Linked DNA regions of Mus musculus: all the other regions are linked to region 2. Evidence: chromatin contacts called from public promoter capture Hi-C data. All regions are on one chromosome and are shown on one strand. Each heading gives the region's core, a stretch centred on a gene start, on an enhancer-like site or on the middle of the called end of the contact. The rest is flanking DNA. Distances are from core to core; before and after follow the strand shown. Region 1 holds the start of Ogg1 (8-oxoguanine DNA-glycosylase 1). Region 2 holds the start of Lhfpl4 (lipoma HMGIC fusion partner-like protein 4). Region 3 holds the start of Camk1 (calcium/calmodulin-dependent protein kinase I).

Evidence for each region. Promoter capture Hi-C pulls out the DNA fragments that hold promoters and counts their contacts. Capture Hi-C pulls out chosen DNA fragments and counts their contacts.
Region 1: a contact with region 2 is called in a promoter capture Hi-C map of neural stem cells. The contact joins the promoter of Ogg1 here to the promoter of Lhfpl4 in region 2. A contact is called at or near these places in 3 of 39 promoter capture datasets (the C10 cell line, hippocampal neurons and neural stem cells), 1 of 484 Hi-C or Micro-C datasets (embryonic stem cells), 1 of 115 datasets of contacts at active chromatin or transcription factors (embryonic stem cells) and 3 of 9 other capture datasets (adipose tissue, liver and pancreatic islet).
Region 3: a contact with region 2 is called in a promoter capture Hi-C map of liver. The contact joins the promoter of Camk1 here to the promoter of Lhfpl4 in region 2. A contact is called at or near these places in 4 of 39 promoter capture datasets (the C10 cell line, embryonic stem cells and hippocampal neurons), 2 of 115 datasets of contacts at active chromatin or transcription factors (embryonic stem cells and pancreatic cancer cells) and 3 of 9 other capture datasets (liver, macrophages and pancreatic islet).

What each region holds. Positions count from the first base shown.
Region 1 is chr6:113,325,677-113,330,273 of GRCm38.p6, forward strand. It overlaps Ogg1 (8-oxoguanine DNA-glycosylase 1), which reads left to right and starts at 1,300. Exons shown (of 7, transcript NM_010957.4): 1 at 1,300-1,686; 2 at 2,689-2,936; 3 at 3,553-3,732. The coding sequence starts at 1,550.
Region 2 is chr6:113,193,815-113,198,047 of GRCm38.p6, forward strand. Lhfpl4 (lipoma HMGIC fusion partner-like protein 4) reads right to left here and starts at 1,570. Exons shown (of 4, transcript NM_177763.3): 1 at 1,401-1,570; 2 at 4-489. The coding sequence starts at 409.
Region 3 is chr6:113,342,214-113,346,502 of GRCm38.p6, forward strand. It overlaps Camk1 (calcium/calmodulin-dependent protein kinase I), which reads right to left and starts at 1,709. Exons shown (of 12, transcript NM_133926.2): 1 at 1,623-1,709.

The DNA.
Region 1 (4,597 bases), core at 50-2,549, 130 kb after region 2:
AATCACAGTAAAACATGGATGCTGAGAGCCTTACAGCTACTGCTTAATGAAACTGAGACAAAAGACCCAGTTTGTTTGATGTTGGTTAATAGTGTTCTAGCAGGTGTGCTGTGCCTTTCTGTAGACACACACACACACACACTAATCAGCATCCAGCCCTGCCCTTGAGTCTGTAGTCCAATAATTTAGGCACAACCCGAAAATTTCTCTGCTTGATGGAAAATGCCCTAGTGTGTCAAACTAGTGTCCGAAGTTCATGTTTCTTTCTTTCTTTTTTTCTTTTCTTTTTTTGTTTGTTTTTGGAGACAGGGTTTCTCTGTGTTGCCCTGGCTGTCCTAGAACTCACTCTGTAGACCAGGCTGGCCTCAAACTCAGAAATCTGCCTGCCTCTGCCTCCCAAAGTGCTGGGATTAAAGTCATGCGCCATAACTGCCCGGCTGAAGTTCATATTTCTTAGCCTAAGCATTCTTTTTTTGTCTTAAAAAATTATAAATGATATAGTCCTTTTTGGAACAAGGTGGCTGGTGCTGGTTGTGTTGGTCCCTTAGGCTGCCTAGAGCCACACACTGGCATTTGGACGGAGTGAACTCCAAAGAAAGCCCATCTCTCCACGCTCGGACTGGAGCGGGTAGCTGTGCCGCAGGCTGTAGCCAGGGCGAGCAAACCTGAGACTGGCCTCTGAAGCCTGGGAAGCCCGAGATGGCGCATTCGGGGCCTCCTGACAAGACGTGGAGGGGACAGCGCTGAAAAATCACTGCCTCAGAAGAGGCTCGGTGGAGAAAGGCTTGAGCAGGGGAGGATGAGATTCTTTCGGTTTATTTCTTGAGACAGAGTCTCGCCATGAAGCCCAGCCTAGTTAAGCTTCAAACGTGCCTCCCGCCTCTGCCTACCGAGTTCTGGGACGACCGGTGTGTACCACTACGCCCCGCAATGATGTGGCTCCAGTGCGGGCCAGCACGAGAAGTTGCAGGCAGGCCCTGAGATTGCACCGAAAGCCCTGAAATGGCAGAGCCGGGTCTCTGGCAGCCAATCGCCAAGCAGCGAGGCCAGCAGGCCAACCGCTCCCACCTCACAGGCCCGCCCACTCCGGCACTCCCGAGTTCTCATTGGTGCTTCGTACTTTCTTCTCGGATTGGCTACCTCTAGGGTCAAATAAGCGGGAGCAAGGATCTACTTCCGGTGGGAGTAAACTGGGACCCGGAAGAACCATACTGGCGCGCCTTTCCAAACCTCGAGGGCTGCGCAGGAGGAGGAGGCGCGCGCCGGGAGGTCCTGGGGGCGGGGCCACGTCCGGAGGAAGAGGCGGGGCGTGCTGCACGGGAGAGCGGAGTGGGGCGTTTAGGGGTTTGGTGGTGTGCGAGAGGCTTTCCTACGAGGAGAGGGAAATTCATTCAACAGGGACTCAAATTAAAATTACACCGGACCCATAAGCTAGGACCCACGGTGCTACACTCCCGGTGTGTGTGGTCACTTGTGTGCGAGGCTTTAGGACTTGGGAAAGTCGAGTTCTGATTGGACAGTGCCGTAATGGGCTGGGGCTGCTAGCCGAATGTTATTCCGTTCCTGGCTGCCTAGCAGCATGAGACATCGCACCCTAAGCTCCAGCCCGGCCCTCTGGGCCTCTATCCCGTGTCCACGCTCTGAGCTGCGTCTGGACTTGGTTTTAGCTTCTGGACAGTCCTTCCGGTGAGTGACTGCACTTGGGAGGACTGTTCCCTAGGATGTTGACTTCTCAGTGCTGCCCACTCGGGATACAGAGAATGTTGGGAGCAATAGATGAGAGTACATTTTGGAGTCTAAGCACCGGTGGTTTGCCTTTTAACCTTCTTTAGGAAGTAGAGGTGATGACTGTGCAGGATTATGAGGACCATGCAATAAAAATCAGTGGGGGAAGCTGAGGGATGCACTCAGTAATAAGAGTGCTTGCTTTTCACGCACTTGGCTCTTGGTTCAATCCCCAGTACCGCTTCTTTTTTATTTTTAAGATGAAAACTACACCGGGGGTGGTGGCACACGCCTTTAATCCCAGCACTCGGGAGGCAGAGGCAGGTGGATTTCTGAGTTTGAGGCCAGCCTGGTCTACAAAGTGAGTTCCAGGACAGCCAGGGCTATACAGAGAAACCCTGTCTCGAAAAAACAAACAAACAAAAAGATGAAAACTAGCGGGGGGGGGGGGGGGGGCGGCTGGAGAGATGGCTCAGTGGTTAAGAGCACTGACTGCTCTTTTGGAGGTCCTGAGTTTAATTCCAAGCAACCATATGGTGGCTCACAACCATCCATAATGAGATCTGATGCCCTGTTCTGGTGTGTCTGAAGACAGGGACAGTGTCCTTACATATAAATAAATAAATAAATAAATAAATCTTAAAAAAGAAAGAAAGAAAGAAAACTAGCCGGGCAGTGGTGGCACATGCCTTTAATCCCAGCACTTGGCAGGCAGAGGCAGGCAGATTTCTGAGTTTGAGGCCAGCCTGGTCTACAGAGTGAGTTCCAGGTCAGCCAGGGCTACACAGAGAAACCCTGTCTCGGGGAAAAAGAAAGAAAAGAAAGAAAGAAAAAGAAAGAAGACATACCACTTTTATTTATAACTAATTAGTCAGTTTACAGGTGGGACATTTGTAAAACAGAAAGGACCTTAACGAGTTCAAGATGGGTAACGATGCTAGGGTTGTCTGTTGGGGTGCCCAGGTGGAAGGAGCAGAGCCCTGCTCACTGGAGTGGCGTGCTGGCAGATCAAGTATGGACACTGACTCAGACGGAGGACCAGCTCTATTGCACTGTGTACCGAGGAGACGACAGCCAGGTCAGCAGGCCCACCCTAGAGGAGCTGGAAACCCTACACAAGTACTTTCAGCTAGATGTCAGCCTGGCACAGCTGTATAGCCACTGGGCTTCTGTAGACTCCCACTTCCAAAGAGTGGCCCAGAAATTCCAAGGTGAGTACAAGGGGGCAGGAATGGTGGCTTACAAGTTACATCTCTGTGACTCTGCCTTCCGTAACATGCAGATACAGGGCCACCAGGATGGTTCATCAAATAAAAGCACTTGTCATGCAGTTTAATGCCCCAATACATACTGGAAGGAGAGGACCAACTCCCAAAAGTTCACGCTATGCCACACACACATGATAATAGCAAATAATTAAGATGTACTTACTAAAGTGCTTCTACTTAGCACATTGTTATTATTATAATGATGATGATCATCATCCACAGGAAAGTGATAAAGATATGGGGCCTAATCCTGACTGTGTGTCCTGGAGCAGGTGACGTCATTCTGTCATTATATACCCAATCACTTTTACTCTTTGGTGAAGAAAGAAAAGGACACAAAATGAAGCCCTGTTCATGTGGTGCTTGCATTGTGGCTTTTTTTCTCAGTGGAATGGGATGGTCACCCAGACCCCACAGGATGCCACAAGGCAGAAGCCTAGTGATTTCTCGACCCGAGCAGTCCCTTATTCTTCCAGGTCCCCCTGGAGCCTCAAGGTGTAGTGTCTGATGTGGAGGGATTCGAGGTGTGTCCCCAGGCTCCGACCTTTCTGCTCTCCAGGTGTGAGACTGCTGAGACAAGACCCCACTGAGTGCCTTTTCTCTTTCATCTGTTCCTCCAACAACAACATTGCTCGCATTACTGGCATGGTGGAACGGCTCTGCCAGGCCTTTGGACCTCGACTCATTCAGCTTGATGATGTCACTTATCATGGCTTCCCAAACCTCCATGCCCTGGCTGGTGAGTAGGTGCATCCGTCCCCTTCAGCATTTGGACAGAAAGATCTATCTGTTCAGTTCTACCCAAGCTATGAGCTCCCATCTCAGAGCTTCCCACTGTGCCAAACACTGTCTCCACCCAGAAGTCCTGGGTGAAGTAGTCTGGGCAGTCCCAGATATAACTTGTCCTCAGATTTGATCTCTGAAACAGCAGCACCTCATTAGTTGGCTGTTTGCCAGTATATGCAGTACCTCACTAGAGGAATGTCTATACACAGTGTTCAGTAGTTTAGACTTACAGGCAGATAATCTGAGACAGACTGCCTAGATCTGACTGAATCCTAGTTCTGACACTAACATGTTCACTTCTGTTTTGAGTCTGTGAAATGGAAAATGATGTTACATATCCTGTCAGAATCCTTTATTCTGAGGACAGAATAAAGGGAGACACATCTTGCACCCAGCAGTGTTTGGAACAGGAAATACATAGCAATTTTAAGCTGCTGTCACTTTAGTGAGTCCACTTGCTCTGTGAAGAAAGTATATTGGTTAGCAGATATGAGGACCAAGCTAGGTGACATGCTTAGGGACTAAATAGTAAGAAGAACTTTGGTTCATTCTCAATTGGGGTATTTTTTTGGTGCTAAGAAAAGGCTCGAGTATCTGCTTTTGGCTTAATAATCATAAGTTGTCAAGGAGTTCATTTACCTCTCTAAGCTTGGCTTGACTTGTTAATAGAATGGGAATATTAGAATATATTTAGAAGGGTTTGGGGCAGGGGGGATAAGTTGATTGTGAGGCATTGAAAAGGAATGAGTTGGGCTGAAGATGGCTCAGTGGTTAAGAGCACTGACTGCTCTTCTGAAGGTCCTGAGTTCAAATCCCAG
Region 2 (4,233 bases), core at 320-2,819:
TACCTGCCAGGAGCTGCATCCAGGCGCAGATCTTGTAGACAGTAGCAGTGTTGCAGAAGAAGAAAAGAGCGAAGCAGGTGATGCAGCCGAGAATCAGCACCATGGAAAGCAACACGAAGAAGGCGGCCGCCTTGAAGGCGCTGGACGGGATGGTGCTGAAGTCGGTGAAAGAGCCCCGGCAGGTGAGCTCGCGGCCCGCTAGCCCGCTGCCCACGCAGTAGTGGAAGAGGCCGAAGTAGCCAGGCTTGGGAGTGCTCACGCTGTCGCCTACCCAGTAGGGCTGGATGAAGACCACCACGTTGATGATGGCGAAGCAGATGGTGAAGATGGCCCATAGCACGCCGATGGCCCGCGAGTTCCGCATGTAGTGCTCATGGTAGAGCTTGGAGGCTTCCTGCGAGGGCAGCATGGTGCCCGGGGGCGGGGCCGGCGGCAGCGGCTGACAGGGGGCCGCCGGCCCAGGACTGACCACCGGCCGCGGGGCGGGAGCTGGGGACGCACGCGAGAAGCAGCCCTGAGTCTAGGAACTCGCAAGGGCGGGGCCTGAGGCGGAGCTGGGAACCTGGGGGCTGACTGGGGAGCTAGGAGGGGGTCATGACAGTGTTGGGGCGGCGACTTGAAGGCCTCCTATTGGGGGGCCTGAGAAGGAGTCATGGGAAAGTTGGGGGGGGGATGGGATGAGGACATGGGATCTGGAAGTAGGGGGGTGCCAGAAAGTGCTCGTGGGGGAGTTCAAGAGGGGGCTTGGGAACTGGTGCTGGATTAAGAAGGGGACGTGGGGAGATGTAATGAAAGATGGAGATCAATATTGGAGCATTAACAAGCACCGAATAGAGAGAGCTGGGAAGGGCATATTGGAGCTGTTATTAGGGGTAGTGGGTCTGGGACTGGGTGTCTAAAGGGGATCTGAAAGAGGATAGACGCTTCTCTATAAGGAAGAGAAGAGGTTGTCAGGGGCTGGTACTGAGGGCACGAGGAAGGTTACAGTAGGGCCAGGCAGAAGACTGGAGCTGGTACCCAGGGCTAAGTGTTGGAATCAGGATGAGGCTAGCGTGGAATCAGGGGCTGACACTGCAGGGTCTGCACTTGTGGCGGGGATTGGGGGGCGGGGATAGGGGGGGCTCCTTAGAAGCCGGGGCTGAATGTCGGCTGCGGGGGGGTAGTGTAGGATTGGCGGGCCAGGGCCGAGGAGAGTGGCTTTCCAGGCCAAGGGAACAGGCGATCGAGGCCAGCGGGCAGTCTGGGCCTGGAGGGGCGGGCGGTGGGCAGGGGCCGTGCCTGGCGCGGGGGAGCCGCTGGGCCCGGGTAGGGCCAGAGCTGGGGGGGGGGGGGCTGCCCCGCGCCCAGGCCGGACACGCGCGGAGGCTGCGGCCGCGGAGAAGGGATGTGGGAAGACCAACCTGGGCCGAGTCGGGACGGCTGATCCGGGACCGGCAGGGCTCAAGCTCCGGTGCTCGATGCTCCTAACAGCGGTTGCCTTGGCCCAGGCGGCGTCCTCTGCGCGGCCTCCATCTTGCTCCGGCTCTCCCCGGGGCGCGCTCCCGCGCCGAGGCGCGCGCTCCCGGGCACTGGCGCGGCGCGGCCGGGGCGCGTTCCCGCGCGGGCGTAAAGAACTGAGAGGAATGGAAGGGGGGCGGGGGAGGAGGAGGGAAAGGGGCCCTCCAGGTTCTGACAGTCAGAGGTACGGTCAGGCACGGTGACCCTGAGGTCCCTCAGCCAGAAACATAGCCTCTACCCCAGCCCCGGCTTCAGGCCTCCTGACTACTGGGACTCCCTTCGGTCAACCTGAGTTGTGGGGTTCCAGCTCCCCACAAAGCCCGTGGAAATGGGGGAAGGAACGAAATGAGGATTATTGATAGACGTTGAACTCAATCTCTTGATTCCTGATTACCCCCTACCATCTATGACAATGCCTCCAGTCTCTCCATTCTGCTTCCACGCCTTTGCGTCTTAGAGGCGTTGAAGGTTTTCAGAGTCTCCTAGGAAACTGTCAACACCCCCCTGGGAGAGGGAAACTCCTAAACTGTTAACACCCCACGCCAGCCTTGGGGATTCCTTGGCCCACAGAACAAGGAGATGGAGCCAGGGAACAAGACCCAGGCTGAGTACCAAAACCAGGAGGGAAAGGGGCTGGCAAGCTGGTTTTTCCTTTACATCCTCCCCCGTGCCCAAGTCGATGCAAGCCATGAAGTCTGAACATCATGAAGATCTAAACAACAACGCCTCAAAGTCAAGGGTGGTGATTAGGCCAAAGAACACCCTCAGGGGCACTCCTGGGAGGCAGCTTGACTCAGTCATTGCTTAGCCTTTGAAACCCAGACAAACTAACACTAACCTTGAACTTGAGCTATCGGGACCTGTTTCCTTATCTGTAAAGTGGACAAATTATGCCCCATTTTATAGAGGTGTGTGTGTGTGTGTGTGTGTGTGTGTGTGTGTGTGTGTGTGTGTGTGTGCTCGAGCACGCACATGTTAGTGGATCCCAAACACTGGACCACACAGAGAAGTATGTTTGTTGAAACTCATATCTATATGCAAAAACTCATGTCATATTTTTAAATGTCTTTTTCCAGTGAAATAAGAAACTGTTCTTTTGGTCTTTGGGTTTTTTTTTTTTTTTTGGTTCTCCTTTTTGTTTTTTGTTTTTGTTTTCTGATTATGTATTTTGTAAAAGTCTGCTTTATTTGGGGAGAGTATGCTAAGTAGTTCTAGCTGGCCTAGAACTCACTGTGTTAAGACCAGGGTAGCCTTGAACATGCAGGAATCCTCCTGCTTCTATCCGAGTGCTGAAATCGCAGGCATGCACCAACAAGCTTGTTTTGTGTCTGTTTTGTACGTTTCTGGAGATCAAACCAGGAGAGCATTCTACTAACAGAGCGACATCCTAGATCAACATTTTCAACTTTTAAGAAATGGTGGTAACAGGGTGGGGTTGTGGGTGGGTTTGTTGTTGTTTGATGTCTTTATAAGAAACAGGCGTTTGAATCCCAGATTATAAAGGGAGAATGGACCTAGCAAATTCCACAACTTGAGACCTCAGGTCCATGTGAATTCACCATCCCCAGGAACGGAGTACTGGCATGAACTTGGCTTCTCTTTCCACTCTCTTTGAAGGAGCCTTCCTTTCCACCTGCCAAGGATCCTGTGGTCCTGGAAGCATGAGCAGAAGGGATGGGGCAAGCAATCTCCTCCAATACCTCTTCCCATTTTGCAGATGGGGATAGAAGCCAAGGAAGACATGCCATGGAAGAAGACAACTGCCCTGTCAACCTGTCACAAACCATCTCGCCCATCTAATAAGCAGGGATGAGCCCCCTGAAGGGTGGCACTCCAATGCGGGGTACTGGAGTCAAGAGGACTCGGGAGACGGAAGATGTAAGAAGACAGAGGGGTCCTGCTGCAGATGCTTCCAGTTTGGGTGATTTCCAAGCAATCTCCTGCCCTGTTCCCTGCTTTGTCTTAAATTATTCTTTTCCTAGCCTGCTGAGCCACGCTGAGCCATCCAGAAGAAAAGGACATCAAAGATTCACTGCGAGTTCCTGCAAGGCTGGGTCTTGGTTTCCCTCTCTAGAGCAGAGGCTCTCAGTGAAGTTCTGTCCACACCGCTTTGACAATAGTGCATTGGCCCCATTGATCCCTTCTCACCCAGTTCCCGGATTGATCCTGGGGTAGGCCAGTAAATTTTGTTTCTGCTTAAGCCAGTTTCCCTTATGTTTTGTTGTTGTTTCCAATCTAAATAGTCTTAAATAATTCATCTGCACTTCTCTAAAAGAGATAGTAGGAGCTTATATATTGATTTAGTTATTTGCTGAGACAGGGTTTCCTGTAACCCAGGCTGGCATCGAACTCAAAACATAACTGAAGATGACTTCAGACTTCTGGTCCTCCTGCTTCCACATTCCAAGTGCTGGGATTGTAGGCATGCATTAACCAGCTTCAGTGGGCTTTTGCTTGATTTTTTTTTAATAGAAGACTATCTAATACATGAGCTATTCAAAACCAAAAGACCAGAATGTGAGACCAAACTCTGCCACATATGATCTGTGTGGCTCACAAGTCAAAGACTACATTTTTTAGGGAGGGAAGATGTGAGAGGAGGTTTGAGACACATACTCCAGGTTGGTCTTGAACTCACTGGGATCCTCCTGCCTCAGCCTCACAAATGCTAAGATTACAGGTGTGCACCCCTCCCAGGCTTCTTGTTGCTACTGCTGCTACTGCTACTGTTATTGC
Region 3 (4,289 bases), core at 459-2,958, 150 kb after region 2:
CCCAGTCTTTTTCTCAATCCTAACACCCAAGGAAACCTCCCCCTCAAGGAAGATAGCACATGAGACCCCAGAGCAGCATAGATGGCGCCCTAGAGGGCCCCTTCCTCCTCCTCCTCCTCCTCCTCCTCCTCCTCCTCCTCCGCCTCCTCCTCCTCCTCCTTGCCACCCTAGCCTCTCGGAAATCAGGTTTCCGGCAGCCTGGGCTTCCAGCAATATCTCAGCCACGTTTTTAAATAGCTCCTTCTCACTGTTACCAAGGCAACATCAGCCACAGCTGGAACTCCCCAGACCTAGCCCTCCTGACTCCCTGTCTGTGTCCCAGCAGCCGGAAAACTGATCTCACCTGTCTGTCCCCTCCTGGAGGGGACCTATCTTGGACCTTTCCCTAGACAGCTCTGTGTCATCTTACAAGAAAGGGTGGGTTCTCTCCCCATGTATCATGTGAGAAATCTCGGAAACTGAGGTTGGAGATGGATAGAATGAGTCCAGAGTTGCCCAAGAGAGTCCCAGCTAAGCTTGCTAAGGACAAAGGGTGTCATGTGTTGGTCCAGTAGGAGACTACTAGACTGGGGGAATCATTCAGAAAAGTCAACATCTCAGAATCAACTGAGTTTGAAGCCAGAACAGAGCCCCTCATGCCCTAGAGCTCTGGGAAAGCAACCTCCTGGTTCCTTTGGGAAGAATGAAGAGAAGGCACCCTGACCAGAACTGAGAGTCCACTCCTTGAGTGGGACCTTGTTCCCAGAGCATTGGCCAGCATCCCAGGTTTTCTGATGAAAGAGGCAATGGTAAATCCATGTAAAGTCAAACCCACATGGATGCCAGCACTAATGACCCTCACAGTTCCACACCCTGCAGCAGACACCACTCCACATCAGCAGTACATGAATCTTGAGTCCAGACACCTTCCTGCTAGATCCATCACACTGCACACCACGTCACCTGGTTGTGCACATATGCCCAGCATCAACACACGTTCATATACACCACTCACACCTACCTGTCCATCCAAAACACCCAGACCCTACACTGCAGTACTGATTCCATGCACACACGAACAAGGTGGCATCCGTTCCCACATACCAGACATAGCAACTTAGTCCTGTCTATGCCCTCCAACTCCTCAGCCCAGAGCCCTACACAGCAAACCAAGCCTTAACAATCTGCCTAACTAAACCCCCTCAGAGGAAGACCAAACCTCCCCTGAACTCTACCCCGCAAGCCAGACAGCAGTGTGTGTGTATCCTTGAACACCATATGCAACAACAAAAATGAATTCCCAGATACCTTTACACAACTGAAGCACATTCCTGCTTCAGGGAACCCCTCACATGCCCTCCCCGATCTACTCTTCCAAATGCCCACGCCCTTCCATGGTCAGGCCTAGCGCTTGGACATACACCACACACACACAGACCCTTCCCCACCCTTTTCTGATATCCAGGCAATATCCATGGAGGTCACCTAGCACCTAAAGGGCCTGGGACGGGAGGTGGGAGAGAAAGGCCCAGCCCTGTTCCGTCTGTCTGTCCAGGGGCCAGGCGCCCCTCCCACCCTTGGGCTTCAGTATCTTGTGGCTGGAGCGCCCCGCTGCACAGAGCCGGGGCAACCCTCAGTTGTACCTGCGGCTGCCCCGCCTCGGGGCTGGCTGCGAGGGCCGAGGTGGCTGGTGCGGAGCTCCCGCCGCGTCTGTGCCTGGTCAGTTTGCCTGCTCAGTCGCTGGCGCTCGGCTGGGGCTCGGCTCCCTCGGCCCGCCTGCGGCTCTGATGTCAATGGAGGAGGAGCCTGCGGCAGAGGACCTGGGGACTAGGGACGAGCACTCTCGGACTGGAGAAGTGGGCCCAGTTGTTCTGTTACAGGCCCTATAGCATGCTTATGTGCCCTTTGGTCGTCAGCAGGAGACAAGTGAGAGCCACAGATGGTCTTGAAATCAGCACTTAGTTAGAAGCAGATGATTTTTGAACCAATATTTATGAGATGCCAGAGGCTGGCCAGCTTGAACCTGGCATTGTTTTCAAAACAGTTCTGGGACCTGCCTTAGAGTTCTTAGTCTCCTTCTCCTCCTCTCCTCACCTTCCATTTAAAAGGAGCTGGACCTATGCAAGACTCAGAAGACTAGTAAGGGGCTGATGAAAAGCTGTAAGGTCCCATTTAATAGGCAGATAAACTGAGGACCTACACCAGCAAAACAGAGCTAAGGCTTCTATCCCACACACTTTCAGGTACTGCTCAAAGAGACTAGGGAAGAGAAGTGGAAGGGGGAGATGCAGTTAAATCTGGATCCTTAAGGAAGCAAGCCAAAGAGGACCAAAGTGCCATGTGACCGTGGCTGGGAGCCAGGGTGGGGAGGGTGGAGCATATCCCTTCCTGGGGCTCTAGGCTTGGGGCCAAGGGACCTGACCCGACTTGGTTTATGCAAGGCTCTTTGGGACTAAATTGAGCTCAGACTAGAAGGGGAATCAACTGGCAGGAATTAGAGGTAGGTCTGCCCTGGAGCCAGGCAAAGGACGCAACCTGGCCTGTCTAGGGCAGCTCTCCCTCCTGAGTTCAACCTCTGTTTCTCCCAGTTTGGCCCTCCTCTGTCCTGGAGTGGTCAGGCCTCAGAAGACTAAGCTAAGATGCTAGAAAGGTTTTGAAGTCAACCACCTCCCTTTCTGCTCTCCCTTTCTGAGCCTCAGTTTCTTCCCTGAGACATGGACTTATTAACGACTGACTCTAAGTTTTCTTGAGAGTTCTGTGTAGTGGGTGTGCAAGTACTTAGAACACTAGTTCAAAACAAGCTGGTGTGGTGTCTGACACAATCTTAGCACTTCAGAAGCAGAGATAGGTGCATTGTGAAATGTTCTAAGCAAGCCGGTGGTGAGGTTCTCCTTCAAGGGGAGGAGGAAGAAAAGACAAAACAGGAGGATTCGGGGATGGTTCAGTGGGCGAGCGGCTCAAGGACAAGACCTGAGTTCAAATACTCAGAGCCTGTGTAAGAAGCTGGAGGGGGCTGTGTGCCTCTGTAACCCCAGAACTGAGGGGGAGCATGCCACCAGCCTAGCCCCAGGTTCAGAGAGGGGTGCTGTACAAGGGAGTAAGGTGGGGAGTGATAGATCAAGACATTTGACATCCTCCTCTGGCTGCCATAGACTTGCACACTCACATACACAAGTACATAAACAAAACAAAGTAAAACATGAGAAAAAGATTTCATATAAACCAGGGCTCACAGGAAAAGCAAGATTTGACGAGGGTCAGAGACTAAGAGGTGTTTTCTTCCCTCACATCTCAGAATCTCAGATTCCTAACCCACTTCTGACCTAGGACCACACCTCTAGTCTCCTCACCACCCATTCAACATACTATTGAGCCAGGGAGTTGTGTCAGTACAGTTTTGTGTTTATCTCTATGACAACACTACTGGGTGATAGTGTCCCTCTGAAGACTAGTACAACTTTTTAAAAAGATTTCTTTACTTTTTTATTTATGTATGTGACCCTGCCATTTTATATGTGAACCGTGCTCACGCAGGAGCCCTTGAAAGCTGGGAGAGTGTATCTGATCATCTGAAACAGGAATTACAAGTGATTGTGAGCCACCGCGTGGGTTACTGAAAACCAAACCTGGATCCTCTGCAAGAGCAGCAACTGCTCTTAACTACTGAGCCACCTGGCCAGTCTCTGCTTACACACCTTTTCTGGTCTTACTCTTTGCATGCTTTTAAAGCTTTTCTGGGGGCATTCAGGTATTCTCACTTTTAGAAAGTCTGTGTGTGTGTGTGTGTGTGTGTGTGTGTGTGTGTGTGTGTGTGTGTGAGAGAGAGAGAGAGAGAGAGAGAGAGAGAGAGAGAGTATGAGACTGTGTGAATGTGTGTGTGTGTGAGAGAGAGAGAGTGTATGAGACTGTGTGAATGTGTGTGTGTGTGTGAGAGAGAGAGAGAGAGAGTGTATGAGACTGTGTGAATGTGTGTGAGAGTGTGTGAGTGTGTGTGTGTGAGAGAGAGAGTGTGTGTGTGAGTGTGTGAGAGAGAGAGAGTGTGTGTGAGTGTGTGTGTGTTTGTGTGTGTGTGTGTCTATGCCTATACATGCCGAGACCAGAGGACAACTTCAGGAGTTGATTCTCTCCTTTTACCATTTCCGTTTTTTCCAGAGATTAAAGGTCAAATTAAGTTCGCCAAGTTTGATACCAGGTGCCTTTAACTCTTAATCCATCTTGCCAGCCCTCACTTTTTCTAACCTTTGTTTTTTTACTTAGTTTATAGATTTTTTTTTTTTGTTTTTTGTTTTTCTTTTTTTGTTGTTTTTTTA